2 separate regions of the Gasterosteus aculeatus genome follow, and region 1 is linked to region 2. Evidence: chromatin contacts called from public Hi-C data. All regions are on one chromosome and are shown on one strand. Each heading gives the region's core, a stretch centred on a gene start, on an enhancer-like site or on the middle of the called end of the contact. The rest is flanking DNA. Distances are from core to core; before and after follow the strand shown.

What was found. Hi-C and Micro-C count contacts between places; a contact is called where the count stands out from the background.
Region 1: a Hi-C map of liver shows a contact between it and region 2, with 4 times the contacts expected there. The contact joins the enhancer-like site here to the promoter of LOC120831295 in region 2. A contact is called at or near these places in 4 of 6 Hi-C or Micro-C datasets (liver, skeletal muscle and tail fin).

The regions. Positions count from the first base shown.
Region 1 is chr13:17,609,946-17,612,645 of fGasAcu3.hap1.1, reverse strand. No RefSeq gene overlaps it. Among protein-coding and RNA genes, the nearest start is that of LOC120831295, 47 kb to the right of the region's middle. Within about 2 kb of position 1,290, at least 1 of the 9 cell types and tissues checked has open chromatin away from gene starts, as enhancers often do. A contact at or near this core is called in liver, where this site is marked.
Region 2 is chr13:17,562,817-17,565,708 of fGasAcu3.hap1.1, reverse strand. LOC120831295 (E3 ubiquitin-protein ligase TRIM21) reads right to left here and starts at 1,491. Exons shown (of 2, transcript XM_040196667.2): 1 at 1,365-1,491; 2 at 1-691. The coding sequence starts at 682. LOC120831296 (a long non-coding RNA gene) reads left to right here and starts at 2,479. Exons shown (of 2, transcript XR_013452107.1): 1 at 2,479-2,572.

The DNA.
Region 1 (2,700 bases), core at 41-2,540, 47 kb before region 2:
CGCCTTGTTTACCCGCACTGCACTCCAAAGGGACGGAGAGAGCGGCACGTTGATGAAACGCTGGGGTTTTAAAATGCTTGAAAAACAACAAAAAAGAAATAGGTGTTCAGTGTGGGGGGGGGGGGGGGGGGGGCTCCACTTTGCACCTGAGGTTTGATCAATAAAGTCAAGTGATGACACGTCAATTTGCAGACGCGGTGAGGCCATGAATGGCGGCGCTGAGAGATGGCGGCAGGTGAATTGTTCCGACAGCGGATACAGTGTATCAACGTGCTGCTGTTAAGTGTGCGTTTATCCCCCCCGCTGCCACTCAGTCAGTGTTTTCTTACATTCGGACCTGTATTTAACCAGCGCTCGTGACAGCGATTGTCTTTTGCCATCCCCTATTGTGCTTTTGCTGTCGTGACGATGTAATGTTTATGAGTTAGTGCAGTGCACACACGGCCACAGGCCAGCTGCAGCCATTGCTAGATGCTTGATACATGTAATTAAAACACAAAAGCACATGAGAGCATGAGGTTGCGGATACAAAAGGTGGTGGGCTGGTTTGATCAGATACGGTTGAATCGCTTGGTGATTTTAATTGTTACAAAACAATAACTGGGCAGGTGTCTCAGCAGGAAGGAATTAGGAGAACACGCGTACATGCGAAGGATAATCACAAAAGAGGGACCACCTTGGTTGCTCCGGTTCTAGCTGAACTTTGGGATTTGGCTTATCGTTTCTTTAAAGGGGACATCATTCGAGTCATTTAAATTCATAAAAAGTGACAAATGCCACTCGTGCATGTAAAACATGAATTCAAAAATCCAATTCTATTTTTCAGAGATTTAAGTGTTGTTCCCTCACCATTAGATGGCAGTGATGCATAGCACAGCCCTTTGATCTCCTGGAAGGAGATCTGCTCATTTCTGCCTAAAAAGGCAGATAAAATGTTTGCCTAATCATTGGTGTGTTTGAACCAGTGAGTCAGCACTATTCTAAATATATGTCAATCTCTCTGCCTGCTCCTAATATTCATAAAAAGCTTTTGAAGTCTCACCTGATAATCACAGCGCATGTGTCCTCTTTTGATCCTCACCTGTGATTTTCGACACGGAGGATGAAACAGAGGACTTCAGGCAGGGTTACTGTAAGCGTAGGATCAGATCGCACATTCCGAAGCCGCCAATAAACAAACAAACAAGTCATCGGAAACACATTTGACGGAGAGAATAACTGCCGTAGCCAATTGCACGGCCTGTGGTCTGGCTTTTATCAACACAGATCAGCAGGGGCCTTTGGTCTGCAGTGCACACGTGGATCAAACCAGTGTTATCTGCAGGTATTACTTGCTGTGTTTGTGTTATCTAAGCTTCCAGGGGGCTTTATTGCTGCGAACAGTGAGGCCAGGTGCCCCTATTTATTCAAGATTAGGATTATTTGGATGTTTAAATAAGAGTCTACAGTTTGACTCACTCACAGGGCTCTGAAATTTGTTTTCAACAAATGCACATAACCACACAGCCATTTCTCCAGCGAGCTCTTGAGGTGACCTTTAGGGTCTTGCTGGGGGAAAGTAGATAGTTCTCAGCAGATTGTAACTTCTTATTGTAGTAAAAATATTAGGATGTTAAAAAAATAACATCCACACAAACTTGTTGATTCTACATTTTGTGTAAAATTGAACCAATGAAATTAAGAAATATAGCATATAAACTGAATATAAAAAATTGTTATTGTTGAGTATTAAAGTATAAAAATGCACGCTTACGCTAGAATTAAATTACACTTGAACTATAAATGCATAGTAATAATGGGTGAAGACCGTTTAAAGGCCGGATTGCACGATCAACGCGTATTTCAAGTCACACCACCAGCACACGAACATGTTGCAGAAAGATGCACCACTATCTGGGTCAAATGCAGTTCAACAGGAACCACGTGTTTTAAGAATAGCATGTCCAGACCTAGAACTATGCCAATCGCCTATATGCAAATCATCTGGCAAACATCCTGATATATAGAACTCATGAACAACGGAGGCGTGTTGATCCGAGAGCCTAGAGGGATGGACATCCCTGTGCTCCAATGGGGCTCTCCGAGGGTTCTAAGCAGGAGCCGCCTCCGTCTTAATAACCATATAACCAAATAATCAAAAATGCTCTTAGAGACTATATAATACGAGCGCACTTTGTATTAACCGCCTTTTTTCATGTTGTTAAACTGCCTGAAATAGGTCCGTGCACGTATAACTGCAGCACAGAATTCTCTTGTTGCAAATAAGTACTTGTTTTGCTCGAACGACATTATCATTTCATCTTGTTACAAATGCTCTAATGGACGTTTTTCACTCCCCTGAGCTCTACAGGGGATTTTTGCATTGCATTATTTGGGATGTATGGCCTGCAACTTCAATGTTTTGCTTCAGCTGCTGCAGACCGGTGTTCTCAAGGAATTATCTGTGATAAACGCGTTACCAACAAAGCACCAAACAGCAAACAAACAAGGTTAGCAACGAGATAGTGGAGCATGTAGCAGCCACAGAGACATATACTTTCATTTAGTGGGTAGACTCTGAAAACTAAAAGAGCTAAAAGGTGGATGAGTATTACATTTACCTGCATGATCTGTTTTCTTGCCCCAGTGGCTCTAAAAGGCCCAGGTATTTTTTTAAATGCACCTGCATTTACCTTTAACATATTAAAAGGGCGCCCACTA
Region 2 (2,892 bases), core at 242-2,741:
TGAGCTCCACTGAGTGTTTGATCTCCTGAATCTTCAGTAGTCTCTTCTGGATCATCTGCTGGACTTCAGCCTCAGTCCTTCCAAGCTCTTCCTTCTTCCCTTCATATTCTTCTCTCAGAGGAACAACATCATGGTTCTTGTGGTCTGCAACAGTGCAGAGCATGCAGACACACATCTGGTCGGTCTTACAGTACACCTCCAGCAGTTTATCGTGCTTCGTACACATCCTGCCTTCCAGGTTCTCCACAGGGTCCATCAACTGATGTTTCTTCAGACCTGACGTAGTCAGATGAGGCTCCAGGTGAGCCTCACAGTAGGAGACCAGACACACCAGGCAGGACTTGAGGGCCTTCACTTTGGTTCCAGTGCAGACGTCACAGGGAACTTCTCCTGGTTGGGCAGCTCGTTGCTCTGAGCTGCTGCTGCTGGCTTTCTGCTGAGCTGACAGTCTGAACTGAGCAGCCATCTCAGAGATGAACGTGTTGACCTGCAGCTCAGGTCTGGTGCAGAAAAGCTTTTTACAGTTGGGACAGTTAGGCGGGGCATTAACGTTCCAGTGGCCGGTGATGCAGGCTTTACAGAAGTTGTGTCCACATGGAATGGTGACTGGATGAGTGAACACGTCCAGACAGATGGAGCACAGGAACTGATCTTCAGTCAGCAGACAGCTGGCAGCAGACATATCGACACTCTGAGGACAAGTGTGGAGAAACAAGACTGTTATTACATATCTTTTGATTATTTGTTTTACAAATTCAAACTATGATTAGTAGAACCTTAACTAATTAATTAATAATAACAAATAACACAACTACTGAGCAGAGAACGTTTATGCTGCTCCCTGATAAAAGAAACTTGTTTCTGCTGGAACCTGAACAGAAAAAAATAATATAAACATAATAATATATGTATACATTTCTAAGTTGAGATTTACAGTAAATAGTTTAACAGTGTAAAGGGAATACTGCTGCTAAAAAGCACCATATGTAAAGTGTGCCAGTGCCCAGCACTGGTTTTTATATTTACAACCACTATGACCGACGGTGGCGCTGAACCAAACTTTTACCCTGAGTGGAACTTCCTGTCTGGACGGAGCTGAAGTCTGAAGTCCAACCAGGAAGTAGGTGTGTGTTAGTTAGCTTAAGCTAATGCTATCTGTGACTGGGTTCTGTCTCTCTTTAACTAAGTTACGTCTTTGTGGTTTGGTTTCTACCTCTGATGTTTTATCTCAAATTACACATTTCTACAACTTAATGTTCTTAATTTGATAAAAGCAGACGTCCAACAGTCAGATTGTGGTCTGAACTAAACTCGGAGCACAAGTTTAGTTCATGTATCTAGTCTTTGTAGAGCAGCGTACTCACCAGAGTTTGTCGCAGATCGTTGATGAAAAGCTAGTGGATTTAGTTGTTTCTTTAGAGAGAAACTCATCTGGACTGCAGCTCTGCGTCACTCACACTAAGTTTACTTTCACATTCTCCTCCCCTCAGGAAGGGAGTGTGGAGAAAGTACTCACATCATTCACAGAAGTAGTTGTATCACTAAAAAATAAAATAAAAGTCATGCATTGAAAACATGCTTTTATACCTGATGTTTCTGGATTAATATTCCTGCTGCATTAATGTGTTTGTTTGTATATATATATTCATATTGACGCCGTTTTCTCTTTGTTTGTGTCCCGCACAACCTCAATAACTGAAAATAGAAGGAAATGGTGAAAGGTTTTTTGAAAACTGATGATGTGATAACTCAAATGTAATTGAAATTTACACAAATTTCCCCTTGGGGATTAATACAGTTTATTACCTATCTATCTAAAAGAATGGACAGTTGGGATTTATATTTCTTTTCATTGTTTGTGATAATTCCTTGCTTAACATATCAACGAAAGAAGCTACTAATGATGGTGTGAGCTACTAACTACGCTGCAGAATTGATCCTCAACCAAACAACTGCCGCACTATGATACGAATGTATTAATCGAAATAAGATAACATAAGATATTTCTTCATTAGTCCACAGTGGGGAAATTTACAGGATCTCTGGCAGAATACAGAATACATCTTATTTCCTTGAATTAAAGGCATACAAATATTTGATTCAAGGGAGTGAAAATGATCCGGACAGGGAATTTACCCCATGAATATATTCCAACCATCTGTATTCATGACCATGATGTATGTAGGTCCATTGTTATTTAGTATTTTTTAGGGAAATATTTTGGAATAATTTATTCAAAATAAATTGTCTACTTTTGAGAAACATAACTTTTTATGAGCAACCCTGTCTTCAGCTTCAGCCTGACTTTGAAATGCTTAATTTGATGCAGTGCATAGATTTTTTCCCGACCAATGGAAGATTTTCTATTAGTCACAAAAAAGGCAGCGTTTAAATCAACGATTTCGAGATTGGATGCTTTTCAGAGAGCAGAGAGCAAATGTAAGCAAGAACATACCGATGAACAACCCTCCATTCTAGCGCCGGGGTGCCAAGCTGCTGCAGGCCAGCTGGTATGAGAAGACCCCGACGGAGCTCCACTCCCCTCAGCATCCACGGGCCTCACTTCAACCAGGTGAGCCCAGCTGAAAGCATTCCTTCACAGGGGGAGGGGGGGTTAGAGATTGAGAGGGGAATGGATGGTAGGGGTCCGTCGTCAAAAGGAGGACCCACCACCCACGAAGCTGCCACGCTCTCTGCTCCTCTGAAGGTCCCGTACCTGCTAATTTGCATCAGTAAACAGGGCAGCCGACAACTTCAAAGTGTCAACACCAATGAGGCCTGAAAAGGGAATGGAGCTGTGTTTAACCATGTGTGCAGGTAAAAGCATCTATCAGCAAGTGTGTTTAGCAATTAATAGTAGTGGAGGTTCAATTGGAAACTTATGTGAATTTG